Linked DNA regions of Mus musculus: regions 2, 3, 4 and 5 are each linked to region 1. The links are chromatin contacts, called in public Hi-C, HiChIP or PLAC-seq and promoter capture Hi-C maps. All regions are on one chromosome and are shown on one strand. The core of a region is the stretch at or near the end of the contact, and the rest is flanking DNA. Distances in the headings are between cores, read along the strand shown. Region 1 holds the start of Cadm3 (cell adhesion molecule 3). Region 2 holds the start of Vangl2 (VANGL planar cell polarity 2). Region 3 holds the start of Dcaf8 (DDB1 and CUL4 associated factor 8). Region 4 holds the start of Pea15a (phosphoprotein enriched in astrocytes 15A). Region 5 holds the start of Kcnj10 (potassium inwardly-rectifying channel, subfamily J, member 10).

Region 1 (2,672 bases), core at 70-2,569:
ATTAACCACCAGCAGCCTCTAAGAAGGCTGAGGTGCCCCCACAGCGCTGACCTACATAGCTTGGCCTGGGGCGGGAGGGGCTCTTCCCCAAGTCCCCTCTCCCCTGGCCCCGCCTCCTTTCTTCATTCCCCCCCCCCCCACTCCCTTCCTTCACCTCTTTACCTTTACAAACCTAAGAAGGGTTGAGTTTTAGACTGGGGCAAAGAGGCTAGTCTGCTACCCCACCCTAAATTTGGAGAAATTAATGTTCAGCCCAGGAAAGCTTTGGTTTTCCCATAGATCCTTCTCCCCAAATATCTTGCTCTCTCCGTTTGCTGCCCCGCACCCAAGTATAGGTTTCCTTGCCCAGATTTTAGCACCACTAGGACTAGAGCCAAAGTGGGGCCCCCTCCGCCCTGTGTTGTTGTTTTGCTTCAAGGAGAAGCCCCCTCTCCTTTGCCCACGCCCCCCTCGACAGCCTCACCCAGGCCCCCTTGCCTGCCCACTCAGAGCTCCGCGGCGGGTGGGGGACGCGCGGGGGAGCAGAAATGTTTGCATACAGCAGTTTTGGGGATCGTTCTGGCCACCCAACCCCTACAGACATACATACAGAAACACCCAACACACGCCCTGACTGAAACAGCGACAAATCTCACTCCGCCCCCAACACACACTGACACAGACATACACACAGACTCTGACACAGAAACGCAGCCCCAGACACCAACATAGACGCGCACACCCAGACACACACGGACATCAACACATCCAGACCCCGGTTGCTCAAAATAGACAGCAACCCCCGAGATCCACATCCCTGCTGCACACGTAGACATACACAGTCGGTCGTGTACATAGGAGGTGCACACGCCGGCACACCCCACGGTCCTCAGAGACAGCGATGCTCAGAGACAGACACAAGGGTATTCCAAGAGGCTGGCGACTTGAACCCTCGCTTCCAAACAAAGCCAACAGGCTCCCTGCGCCCGGCTCCCCGTCTGAACCCCCACCTCGGGGCACTGGCCACCTCCCCTGGCGCCGCCCCCTCCCTCACTCACCGTCCTGGGAAAGATTGGCCCCGCCGGGCGCCCAGGAGCAGGCGAGGAGCAGGAGCAGGGGCAGGGCGGAAGGGGCCCCCATCGCGCTTCCTGGCCACCTCCCTGGCTGGGCGCTGGCGAGCCTAGATCTCCGGGGACTGGGGCCGGGGGTTCTGGGTAGCCGGCGTCGCTGTCCAAAGGGGCAACCCCGGAGCGGCTTCCAAGCCCGGGGCCGAGGCGGGTACCGGGAGGGAGCCGGCGCTGCTGCAGTCGCCGGGATTAAATAGGGCGCTCGGAGCAAACCATTCGGTTGGAGGTGGAGGGGTGGTGACGGGGGGCTGGGCTGGTGGCGGGGGGGCCTGGATGCCGCATTCCCTACTCCCCCTCGCCTCCCACACCCCCTCCGCGCTTTTGTGGTGCCTTCCATCTTCTCCCCCGGGAGCTCCTCCAGCATCACTCGGGTGTGGAGCAAAGGGAGGGAGCTGACTCAGAAGTGGGACCCCATGCGCACCCCTCTTATGCTTGGGGTGGAGAGAGGGGAGGTGGACAGGGCGGTGGGCCAGCTGGCGACAGAGTCCACTGCAGGCCTGGGCAAGGGCGTGCCCACTTGCCTGAGGTCCTCCGGCCCCGCCTTCTCCTTAGGCAACCGGGATCCCCAAAGCTAGGACACCCCTCTCCACTGTGACCAAGGATGCCTCCCCAGGGTACCTAATTACTCAAGGCATTCTCCTAAGCATAAACCTCCGTAGTTCTCTTACTCAAGACCCTCTTCTTAACTGTCCAGCAACAATTTGTGGTTCCAGGCAACATCCCTTGCAAAGCCGACCCCAGGAGGCCACCGAACCTAATCTCCTTCAAGCCTTCTTTAAAGACGTTATTCCAGACACTAAACAAGGAAGTATCCTGTAAAGTTACTTGGTATTTTCCTCCTCCGTGCTCTGTCTTAGACCCTCTTTCCTGAAACTAGCCTCTCAATATCCTTTCTGCTCGGTCTTTCAGGGGCTCTTCTCAACTTTTAGCTAGTAAGAACCCAGGGTGAAAGCCAGACTCACAGACCCTCTTACAGACCAAGAAGCAGTGAGTAATGCAGCTCTTGTTCCCTGAGGCTATAGAGGAGATGGATGAGAAAGACTGTGTTTGCAACTTGCTCACATTCAAAAAGTCCCGAGTCCCTAGTGTTTGCTGTTCTTCTAGGTTATCTCTGAAAGAGTTTTGGTGTGTTTAAAAAAAAGGATCTTTCTGGGTTCGTTTGGTCGAAATTTAGCTTTGGAGAATACATTTCTAAATTTTAGAAATCAGGGAATTTTAGGTATGCCAAGAATTCTTAGAGTATACCTGATCTAACCCAAAGGAAGTTAGCAGATCTAATCCAGGTTTTACATTCACTTAGAAATAAAAGATCCAGCATTAGGAATGGTAAAGAAAAGTACATAGTGCTTTATTCTACAAGTGGGATGTGGGTGGTTCTAGTAACATCTCCAGTCCATTTTCTGTGCTGCTTTCCTCTGCTAGTATTTAATGTTTGGGTAATCTTTCCTTCCTTATGTCAAGGCTTCTTAACTCTTTATGGTGATGTAGCCAATGTCTCTGTCACCTAAGAACCTGGGGACAGCCTGCAGAACATATTTCGTAACCAGTAAAGCCTTGTCTAAGTGA
Region 2 (2,672 bases), core at 87-2,586, 1.3 Mb before region 1:
CAGCTTTTATAAACCCACCTTCTCTAATACCTGCCCATCTCTTTCCCATAAGCCCCTCTCTCAGCACATACACACACAGACACACACCCCTTCCCTTGAGTATACACACAAATACATACCCAAATACACAGCAGATGTGTGTGGTCAGCTCTCTCTCTCTCTCTCTCTCTCTCACACACACACAGAGAGAGAGAGAGAGAGAGAGAGAGAGAGAGAGAGAGAGAGAGAGAGAGAAACATCTACACATCCAAACCCAGGGCCCACCTGCAGGAACACGCAGTACGTCAAAGCGTATATGCACACACACACACACACACACACACACACACACACACACATACACACACAAAACAAAGAATCATGCATACTGATCCCCCAACCAACCCTTTAAAACTCACTAATGCAGTGCTTAGGACCTTCGATGAGTAAATAGGACAAGGGACAAATATGATGTCGTTGGTTCCCCACACACACCCCAACACACATTCACCAGTATCGCCGCAAGTCCCATCCTTGGGCTACACACACACACTGCTGTGCGGGGCCATCTCTCAAGGATCCACTCTACCCCCTAAACACATACCTGCCCCTTCCTCCCCACACTCCAAAGGTGTGTATGCATCCCTACATACCTTCAGCTTCCAATACCTCCAGCCTCCGATCCTTCCACGGCCTCTCCCACCACCTCCAACACACGCTACCCAATCCCCGGCTTCAATGGGTTCCCTTGGGATCGTTCAGGCGCCCGCCCTGGGCCCCCCGGCCCAGGAAAGTCCCCGGCTCTTAAGGCCTGGGCTCCGCCCCTTCCCCATACGCCCCTTCCCCTCCCCAAAGTTGGGGTTACTCCGCTGTGCAGTGGAGGACAGACCGGAAGGGGGTGCCTCAAGCCCCCCTTCCCCCAGAAGCCATCCTGCTTTCTCCAGGGCCGGGCGCTCCCTGGTCTTTTGCATGGTTTCCTTCTTTTTTCTGTTGCTTTCTTTCTTTCTTTCCTTTTTTTTTTCCGCAAACTTTGCCCGCGCCCCCGCGGCCCGCCACTCACCCGCCACTGCGAACAGCCCGGTGGACTGGGCGCACGCCCCACTCCGCTCCGCGCCTTTGTATCCGCAGCGCACCCGGTCTTTCCGAACTCCGCGCTCCAGAACCGGCAGCGCGGGCGATGGGGGTTGACGAGGGGGGCTCCTGAGGTCGCTCACCCCGGCTCCGTCCCAGACCACTCGCCTGTTTCCCCCTCGAGGCCCCGGGGGCAGGGGGCCGGAGGGGACTGCAGGGCACTCAGGCTCCCATGGCGGGACCCAGAACCAAGCAATCGGGGATCAGGAATCAGATCTGGAGCCGGCGGCGGAGGGGGAGGGGACCAGAGGGGGAGGGGACCAGAAGGGGGCAGGGGGCGGGGAGAGAGCTCCCAGGTGCCGCCTCCCGGCTGTTCCCGCAGCCGCCGCCCCTCCCGCTGCTGCGTCCATTGTCTGCGGCCCGGCTCTTCCCCGAGTCGCGGCACCCCCAGCCCTGCGCCTGGCCATGCCCTGCGCCCTCTGGATCCTGGGAATCCGCTCCTGGCTTCCAGACCTGGCCAGGAAGGTGTGCTCGAAGCTGCCTCGGCTCTTGGCTTTGGTCCAGCCCGCAGCCCCTCTTGGAGCTGTCTTCTTCGACCCCCGATTGAAAACCTTTCCCCTAGGCCCTGATGTTGGCCATATTCTCTTCTTTAGAACCACAAACCTGGTCTCACAAACTCCAGTGGAATCTGAGACGTGGGGAAGATTGGTCCCCTCCGGCCTAGAACTGCGAAAAGGGTCATCCCTGATATTAATTAGTGACAAGAGACAGGCCCCTCTCCCATGTATACGGTATTTCCCTGACACCATACCCCTCCTTCTTCCAAAAATAATTTAATTACTCGGTGTTCTAGCTGTGAGCGAAGACCGCCTAGTCAGACTGGGACGCTCACTCATTAACACGTTTTCCTCCCCTCTGGTTTGAGTGTTGGGATTAATTACAAAGGGAATCCTGCCCTAGGGGAGAGGGGGAGGGGGAGAAGACGAGGGCCCGCGACTTGGGGCACCAGAGGAGAGGGGGGCCTTCTCCCAGGAAGCCTAGAGAGAGAGGAAAAAAAAAAAAAAACCCGGGTGGATGCGGAACTCCAAAACTTTTGGCTAATTTAGCTTTGCAGGTAGGACCCAGGGAATGTAGGCTAGAATAAAATATCTGGCACATTTAGGGCATTTCCAGTTCAGAGCACACTAAGAAACAAACCAGTTAGAGTTGCTAAAGTGCCTAGGAACCCAACAGGGACGAGCCCACCATAAAGTAGCTGTGGGAAGGCCAGGTTGCCCTCGGAGTGAATGAAAGCAAAAGTATTATTACATTATTACATTGCTGCTAGTACTATTTACCTTGTAACCTGCCACTTACCTAGAACAGTGCCGCTTCAAAAGCATCTTCGAACACGTTTCCACACCCCCACCATCTCCACCTTCCAATTCTGATACCTGCCCCTCCCAACCCTGTGATTAAGAAATCCCAGAGAAGGCGACTCCCAGTCTCTGTTCCTTTCTCTAATGGAGTCTTCCCTAAAACTCAGGCACATCTCTGTTATACATTCGAACCAGTCCCCAAATGAGGACAGATTGTCTTTGTCCGCATATGGCTGTTCAAAGGTGAAGAAGCTAAACAAACGC
Region 3 (2,672 bases), core at 83-2,582, 1.2 Mb before region 1:
TCCTAGAATCCTGGTTAGGTTTCCTTTAGGTGTCAGCAGAAAGTAGTGTACAGAGGTTACCTAAAACCAGCAACCTGCAGAGTTATGTGGCGTATCCATGTTTTAGCTGTATTTTCACAACAGCTAAATTATGAATAAACCTAGATATTTATCAACAGATGAATGAATTAAAGAAAATATAGAATATATACACAATAGGATCCATCAACTATGAAGAATGAAATAGTATTTGCAGATTATAAACAACATAAGTTAGACTCAGAAAGACAAATATGGCATGTCCTCTCCCATATGCAGAATCTGGATTTAAGTTCATGTATACATATGTCTATTAATTACACACACGTATTCATATTTAACAACAAAGTAGACAGGAGACTGAGAGGCAAGGAAGAGATATAAAGAGAGTTGAAGGAAAGCTAAGAAAAGAGAATGGAGTATACACTAGTCACAAAACTTAGTGGTAGTTATTGGAGGAAGGTAACCAAGAAGGGGAAAATGAGTGGGAAGGGGGCCATGAAGAAACAGGCATGACACATACATATGAAAATGCCACATGGAAACCTATTGCGTGTGTGTGTGTGTGTGTGTGTGTGTGTTGGGGATCGGGGAAGGACTTATTCTAGCCCCGAACTTACTATCCGTTGTTCTAGGTTGACCTCCAACTTGTGTATATCCTGTCTCAGCCTCCTGAGTGCTAGTTTGTAACCTGTTAGTTTGTATGCTCATTTAAAAAATTAAACTCTGCAGCGTTGAGCGCCTTTAATCCTAATCCCAGCGCCTGAGAGGCAGAGGCAGGTGGGTGATCTCTGTGAGATCTACAGTTCCAGGACAGCCCGGGTAGAAAGATCCTGTTTCAAATGAATAAATAAATCCTGTTTCTAAGCCGTGTCACTCCCACCCCCAGGTGTGGGGATCAAACTTTTAAAACTTTTAGACCCTTAGGAAGCATTCCAACATCCCCAAACCTTAGTGACTCTTTTAAACAAATGGACAAATGGGTGCTGGCAGAAGGCCTCTTAAGAAGCCATTGAAGGAAATGCAGCTTTGAGCCTGAAAGGAGAAAGGGGTTTTTCTTTAAACAAGGAAACAAACAAACAAAAAAATATGGCAAGAATTAGAACCTCAGGCCTGGAGGACACCTAGAAGTTTGCCTGCCAGAGCCTTTGGAATGAGGTTCATTTTCCGGCACAACTCCAAGGAGCCCCTAGATCGCATGTGTTTTGAATACCAGGAGACAAGCCATCACTCTCAAAGTACGAAAACAACTTGACTCCTCCGCCCCGCGCACGCGCCCCTCGCGGCTTCGGTTGGCCCGAGGCTCCGCCCCTTGTGCGGCCACCGGGAGGGTTGGGAGCCCAGAGCTCGCGGGACCGCTCTCGCTCAGTCTCCTCCAGCACAGCGTCGCAAACCCCGCCGGAAAGCGTGACGGCGCAGGCGCAGGCGCGGAGACCCGAGACGGTGGTGGTGGCTGCCGCTGGCCAGTGTAAGATGGCGGCGGCGTTGGTGGCGGCAGTGGACGGGGCGGCTGGGCCTGGAACAGTCGGAGCATCCGCTGGCAGAAGGATGACCCTAGATGGGAAGCGGGCTGCCGGGCCTCGCCAGCTCCCGTGCTTGTAACTGCCCCAGCCGGACGCCCTCCCCTTGACCTACCGGGTCCGTGTTTCGTCCGGCTCGGCCTGTTCCCCCCTCTCCCTGACCGCTTCCCCGCAGGACAGGCCCGATCCCTTTCCTAAAACTCCCGGACTTTAAGTCTTACTCCCCTCCTCCGAGTCGGTGCTGGGAGGACTCGTCCTCTGCCCGGGTCGGTCCACGGGGTTGCCCCCTAGGGCCAACCCCATGACTCACAGGGGCTTCTCGTTCGTCCGGTGACCCATTCGTAAACTCTCATTTCTCCCTTTATAATTTGGGGACCCGGCTCTGTTGGCGTCTCCTAGTCACTTCAGGGCCACCGCGCAGTGTGCCCCCTTCCCCCATCCCAAGATCTCAGGCCCAGCACCTCGTACGGAAGGCCGAGGTCCAAGAAACTGGCAGTCTGTTCTTGAATGCTTTGTGATCTAGTTCTCTTAATGTACTTCCCCTCCCCGTGTCCCGAAATCTTTTAGGACACCTTAGAACGGTCCCGCTTGGTCCTTATTAGTTGGAAAGCATCTGGCGGCTTGAATTTCTGACTCATGATTGTTGGTGTAGTCTGTAAACAAACCCGCACTAGAGCGATCACATTCTCCCGCGGATTCTCCCCTCCCCCCCCCTGCTCCGGAGTTTGCTTGAGACGGGTGGTTTGGTTTAAGAGTTGAAAAGATACAGGTTTTCCTCATAAGTGACTCTTTAGCCTTGGTGGAGCTGGGAGATAACTTTGCCTGGCGTTTAAATCTTGTGTTAATCCTTTGTGTTTCCATTACGGGCATGGGTTTTGTTCAGTAGTCAGAATTGAGTTAGGTAAGTTGTTTTGGTTTTAAATAGTTGTGAGGAGACTTTAAAAAAAAAAACATTAAAGTGTGGTCATAAATATTTTGGCTACTTTCAGAAGAGACGCCTTTGCCATGTAAACTTTCACTTTTCTCAGTTCTTCAGCGAACCTCCAGACCAGTTTTCTCAGGATCTTGGGCCTGACTTCGGTCGGCGATAAAAGCAGGAAGGTGAGTGGCATTGAAGGCGTTTAATTCCTCAAT
Region 4 (2,672 bases), core at 97-2,596, 1.2 Mb before region 1:
ACAAGGCTCCCTAACTTGAGATTCTCGTCCTCTCCAGCACCCTTCCTGTGCCTCTGGCCACCTCTTTCCTTTTCTCTGTGGCTCTCTGGTCAGCTCTCCCTGTCTTCTCACACATTCCTCTCATTCTCTCTCCCCCTGACTTGGGTTCCATCCTTGGCTGACTCATTCTTTTCACCCTCTCCCTGGCTTCTACTCCTTCCTCCATCCTTTGGCCATATTGATGTCCAGGCTCTAGCCACTCCCAGGTACCCTATGCTCTAAACTGGCAGTCAGCAACAAAGGTCACAAGAAGCCCCTCACCCAGGTAAGAGCACAGGCTCACCAGTCCTTGAGGTATTGCCCACTAAAACTGTAAAATCTGGGTGTGTTTGTGGACAGTGGTCCTTTCCACCCACTACTGAACATTCGTGTTAAGACTGATGCTGGTCAAGGAGACTCCACATGGGAGGTAACAAACGGGTTGTGGTGGGTGGGTGGATGCCTAGTGCAGGGGTGTTGTGATTTGGTTTGTATGAGAGGATGTGTGTAAGTCACATGGGTGTGTGTCACTGTGTGGTTGGCTGTCTTTTTTTTTTTCTTAAAGGTGTGTTTCTGTCCCTGTCGGTTTTGACAAGGATTGTTTTAAAAATTAGTGTCTTTATATTGGCTACATCATTCCTATGTATCCCCAGCCCCTTTCCTCTGGGCAAGCTTCCACCAATCCCACTCTCCTCAGATGCAGTAAACTGGGTGTGAGAGTACCCAGACCAGTTGCCTGCTGCCGGAGGAACTGAAGCAGGGCTGAGCTGAGCCTGGACGCCTGCAGAGGCGAGTCCGAAGCTAAAGCGAGGAGGGAGGGGCGGGAGCTGGCCTGGCTCGGCCGGCTGGGCGGGAAGCAGGCTACATCCTAATCCCCAGGCCCCGTCGGACTCCCAAACTGCTGTTCAGCACGGAATGGGCGGATGAAGCCACGCTGCCTGTGACACTCTCCAGTCTCTGGATGCATGGACAGAGAAGGACCCCATGGAGCCTGACACCGTGGACCTGTCTGAATCCTCAAGCTCCCCTATTTGTCCCCTGCGTCCGGGATCGTGACCCTCCAAACCCAGATCCCCAATCTACCTCCTCCCCACGACACATCTTCCCTCTGCCCCTCTCACCGCCTCCGGAGCTGAGAGCTCAGGGTGCGGGCACTCCCGGGTCCCCGGTTCCTAAGCAGCGTCTGGAGCCTGCTCCTTGGCTCCTGCCACCGCTGCCGCCGATCCTGCCGCCGCCGCCTCTTCCGCCCGTGGAGCAGAGCTTGAGCCCAGCACCGCCTCACCCCACCCGACTGGCCGGTGATGTCAGAGCCGGGGAGGGGCGGGGGGCGGGGAGCGGGGAGGAAAGGGGGAGGGGAAGCAGGAGGGGACAGGGACTGGGGACTGGGGTTCTGGAAGGCTCCTAGGATGGGGGCAGGACTGGGATGGAATATGGACTCTTCCCCTTAAACTGTGAGAAGATCCTCGTTTTTTTCCTAATGGGTCACTTTCCTGCCCTCTGACCTTTGGTTGGTCACGATGGCCAGGACCCCTGGAAGGCAGATCAATTTGGATTGGGGGATTTGGAAGACCTATGGCCTCTGGGTTCTCTTAGCTACTTCGCTTTGGTATTTAGAAATCCTATTTCCTAGCCTTATAGATCAGAGACTCAGTAGGAAACGGTCAAGTTTATCCACGCTAGGAATAAAAATGGGACAGGGGCAGGCAGCAACAGGGAAATCTCTTTTACTTGGCCCGGGGCCATGAGCTCTTGTGTATAATAGCAGCTGGACCCCTGAGCACCTCCTGCCTTTCCCAAATATACCCCCACACACGCACCCCCACACCCCCACACACTATGATGTAATTTTATTTTCTGGAGGAAAAAAGCCATGAGCTCAGCATGCAAATATAGACAACAAAGCCACACTTAGCTGTCTCCTAGCTCTGTCCTTCTGCCTAGGCCCAGTGTGATAATTCTCACTTCCCCTACACCTCAGGGACTTTCCTCCTCCAGAGGCTCACTCAGCCGGGCTGAAAGAGGGAGGAGGGAGGAGGGAGAATTGGAGAAGCATCCGATTTTCACCCTACCTCCATGAGGGGCGTCAGCTCAGCTCTGCAAGTGCCTGACCCTGAGAACGGCTTCAATGTTTGCACACCACCAGGAACACCCCATTTTGCCTTCAGGTCCAGCTGATCAGAGACCCTTCCAGAAGCCTAAGATGAGCCCCTTCTTCTGGGAGGAGCAGGTCCTGGTCCTGTGCCTTAGGTTTCATATATAGTTCTTCTCTTTGCTCCTCTTACCCCCAGCCCCACCCCCACCCCCCACATGGCTGCCCATTGCTCCTTTGAGGGTAACTAATATACCCTCAGAAGTTGCTTTTGTTTCTGAGTCGCTGTAGGGTCGGAATCTATCATGTTGACCCATCTTTGAGACACAGAGTGACTGTACACTTTTGCATAGACATACCACATTTACATGAGACAAATGAGGCAGAGCAAAACACAGAGAATGTGGACTTTATACTTATTCTGTTTCCATAGACAAATTAAGTCCATAAAGTTGAGGATACCAGTCTCACTTCATAGGGTTCTTCTGAGAATCAGGAATAATAAAGTTTTTAGGGACTGGTACCAGATAGGTGCAAAAAAAAAAAATCAAAGACATGTAGTCTA
Region 5 (2,672 bases), core at 93-2,592, 1.0 Mb before region 1:
TTCAAGTAGTTCCTTGCCTACTTCTCTGTTTTTCCCTTTCTCCCTCTCTCCTTCTTCCTTCCTTCCTTCCTTCCTTCCTTCCTTCCTTCCTTCCTTCCTTCCTTCCTTCCTTCCTTCCTTCCTTCCTTCCTTTCCTTCCTCCCTTCTTCTCTCCCTCCCTCTCTTTCTCCCTCCCTCCTCCCCCCTCCCATTCTTCTTTCTGTGCTGGTGATGAATGGAACCCAAGACAAGCATTCTACCTCTCAGCTACAACACCCTCAGCCCCAAAGAGGCCTTTTCAAAAGGCACATGTATTCTTCATCTTATGCATTTTGAGAGTTTTAAGCTAAACTAAAATATATATAGTTTCCCTGCTTTCAATCCTGAATTTATATTAACACAGTAAGTAAAGCAGTCTATTGATATGTAGTTCAATGTCTGTTATGAATAAAAGTGGGACGTCTTTATTTTCTTCTTTAGTGTATGCCATGCATCAGATAGAGGGTACAAATCACTCAAAACAGATCAGATAATGAGAGTACATAGTGGATGGGAAGAGTTTGACGCTATTTCCTAAGCTGATGTGTCTGTGTTCCCACAGGACTTCACAATGGCAGTTCCTCTGTCATCAGTATTCTTTCTGCCATCTCCTTGGACCTGGGCCTCCTGCATTCCTAGAACCTACGTAGACGTTATCTCTTTCCTCGAACATTTGTGGGGAACCCCCTAAATAGTGACCCTTCCTTCTTCTTCCACAGCTTTGGATGTCTCCCACACTTTGCACCGTACTGCGGCTTATTTTTCCTTGCAGGAGAAGTTGCTGCAGATGGAGATGATGTTTGGTCCTCTTTTGCACCCCACGCCGCACTCTCTACACAGGGAACAGCGAATAACTTGGAAATTGTACAGGATGCCAGAGCCCTGTAGCCCCAGGAACCCAGGCCAAGTCTGCCACAGTCTCGGTCCCAGTCGCAGCCCGTCCTGAATTCATTTCCACCTCATTAACTGGGGCCCAGTCCCGCCCCCGCGGCCCTCGTCCTGGTTCCTCCATTCTGACACGGCCGCCTCACTTTTCTTCTTTCTCTTCCCCCCTGTCATCTTGCCAGCTCGGCTTCTATCGCTACGCGTATCGTCTCTTCATCTCTCTTTCTCCGGGACTCTGTCTGGGTCTCTGTTCTTCGAGTGTTTCTGCACCCTAGTCCGTCTGGGTTTGCGCTTCCTATCCCCTAAGCCCCGCCCCTTGCCTTGCCCAAATCTCTCCAATCCCCAGGCGCTGATCTGGCGCTCCGATCTGCCATTGGCCGGCTCCAAGCTCCCCCCTCTGCCTCCGCCCTCCCGACCCCCGCCGGGCCCCTCCATTCACACAAAGTTTGGCTTCGGCACTGCAGAGGGAGGGGGCGGCCCGGCCCGGCCCAACTCTGCCCCCGGCCGGCCCGACCCCGGCCCCGGCCCCCGGACAAACCCTTATCTGATTCCAGCTCCGGGTTTAAGAGTCTTGGCCCTGCCTGTCGCACAGCTCCGCTCGCCGCTCCTGCCCGCCCCGTCTGTTCATCTGTCCCGCTGCCCCGCGATTTATCAGAGCAGCCACTTCACCTTCGAGCCAAGGTAAGACTCTGGCCCTGATAAAGGAGTGCTGGGTCCTATCCACTTATCCATCGGATCCCCCTAACCCTTTGGTCCCTACGGAAGCTGGTTGTACCCTATCAGTACAATCCGGGTCTCCCTCCTTCAGTCTTGGCAGTTCCAAGTGGACTTTCCTGGGAAGGGCCCCTCATCAAGAGTACTTTACTCAGGTTATTCACCTCGGGTCTTCCATCTAAGAAAGGGGCTTCCATGATATCCCCTCCTCATGACACTTGGCAGACCTGCAGTTGCATGGGGCTCATCCGGTTACTAGAGTAATTAATTACCACACATAAGCCTGCACCCACCCACACAGGAATAGAGACACTGCCCCTTGCTCCCAGTAGAGATAAGTTACTCCTGATTCCAGCCCTTCCCCCTTGCAGTGACATTCACACAGTGACACTCATTGACGGTCTTCTGAGCACCAGTTTGTTTACACATGGGGAGAAAGACAAGCACTAGATTAGAAGACGCAGTCACCCTGATGTGCCTGGGACCCTCTTCATTTCCTTCTGGGTTCCCACTTTGAGACCCCCTCCCTACCGACATCCCTCAATCCTTGAAATTGCCTCACAAGGACAATCTCAGAAGAAGATGTTTCTTCTGGAGCAGGGTAGATTAGTGCCTATGAATTCATCCTTTAGGGATCCCCTCTCCCACTCTCTGTCTTGCCCCATCAGGGACTGACCAAGGGCAGTCATGTTAGGATGGAACTGATTCTAGGGAGGAGACCCGAGGCCCAGAATGGCCAGAAGGACAAACCTGGGAAAGAAAAAATTTAGGGGTAGGACTTCTGGTATCTCGGGATTTCATTTCAGTAACTGAAGTGCCCTGGGCAGACTGAGGCTGACGGAGAGAGGCGAGGGTGCACAGAAATAAAGACAGATTTGGATCCAAGGGAAGGCAAAGCTTAAAGCCTGCTTAGGTTGCGTATCGATACAAATTCTGATGAGAGGTTTCTGGCCAGAGAGCCCTTGCTGTGGTGTTTGAAATGTTTTTCTCCCTATGGGACAGGCGGCTTTAGGTAGTCCAAGAGGACAGGAGATGGTAAAAGACGCCTTGGGAGC

Evidence for each region. Promoter capture Hi-C pulls out the DNA fragments that hold promoters and counts their contacts. A called contact is a pair of places that touch in the nucleus more often than the background predicts. HiChIP or PLAC-seq counts read pairs in DNA pulled down with a chosen protein or histone mark.
Region 2: an H3K4me3 HiChIP or PLAC-seq map of embryonic forebrain shows a contact between it and region 1, with 7 times the contacts expected there. The contact joins the promoter of Vangl2 here to the promoter of Cadm3 in region 1. A contact is called at or near these places in 6 of 39 promoter capture datasets (the 3T3-L1 cell line, hippocampal neurons, liver and 2 more) and 5 of 115 datasets of contacts at active chromatin or transcription factors (astrocytes, differentiating embryonic stem cells, embryonic forebrain and 2 more).
Region 3: a contact with region 1 is called in a promoter capture Hi-C map of hippocampal neurons, with 2.8 times the contacts expected there. The contact joins the promoter of Dcaf8 here to the promoter of Cadm3 in region 1. A contact is called at or near these places in 1 of 39 promoter capture datasets (hippocampal neurons) and 2 of 115 datasets of contacts at active chromatin or transcription factors (astrocytes and embryonic forebrain).
Region 4: a contact with region 1 is called in a Hi-C map of cerebellum, with 2.3 times the contacts expected there. The contact joins the promoter of Pea15a here to the promoter of Cadm3 in region 1. A contact is called at or near these places in 2 of 39 promoter capture datasets (hippocampal neurons and maxillary cranial neural crest), 1 of 484 Hi-C or Micro-C datasets (cerebellum) and 1 of 115 datasets of contacts at active chromatin or transcription factors (embryonic forebrain).
Region 5: a promoter capture Hi-C map of embryonic stem cells shows a contact between it and region 1, with 4 times the contacts expected there. The contact joins the promoter of Kcnj10 here to the promoter of Cadm3 in region 1. A contact is called at or near these places in 4 of 39 promoter capture datasets (cranial neural crest, embryonic stem cells, pre-B cells and 1 more), 4 of 115 datasets of contacts at active chromatin or transcription factors (astrocytes, embryonic midbrain and embryonic stem cells) and 1 of 9 other capture datasets (embryonic stem cells).

What each region holds. Positions count from the first base shown.
Region 1 is chr1:173,366,376-173,369,047 of GRCm38.p6, forward strand. Cadm3 (cell adhesion molecule 3) reads right to left here and starts at 1,320. Exons shown (of 9, transcript NM_053199.3): 1 at 1,038-1,320. The coding sequence starts at 1,119. It also overlaps a transcript of Aim2 not described here.
Region 2 is chr1:172,025,959-172,028,630 of GRCm38.p6, forward strand. It overlaps Vangl2 (VANGL planar cell polarity 2), which reads right to left and starts at 1,337. Exons shown (of 8, transcript NM_033509.4): 1 at 1,040-1,337.
Region 3 is chr1:172,146,683-172,149,354 of GRCm38.p6, forward strand. Dcaf8 (DDB1 and CUL4 associated factor 8) reads left to right here and starts at 1,333. Exons shown (of 14, transcript NM_001357204.1): 1 at 1,333-1,656; 2 at 2,567-2,639.
Region 4 is chr1:172,205,458-172,208,129 of GRCm38.p6, forward strand. It overlaps Pea15a (phosphoprotein enriched in astrocytes 15A), which reads right to left and starts at 1,347. Exons shown (of 4, transcript NM_011063.3): 1 at 1,140-1,347. It overlaps Gm17224 (a long non-coding RNA gene), which reads left to right and starts at 1,526. Exons shown (of 5, transcript XR_865735.3): 1 at 1,526-2,672.
Region 5 is chr1:172,339,868-172,342,539 of GRCm38.p6, forward strand. Kcnj10 (potassium inwardly-rectifying channel, subfamily J, member 10) reads left to right here and starts at 1,343. Exons shown (of 2, transcript NM_001039484.1): 1 at 1,343-1,584.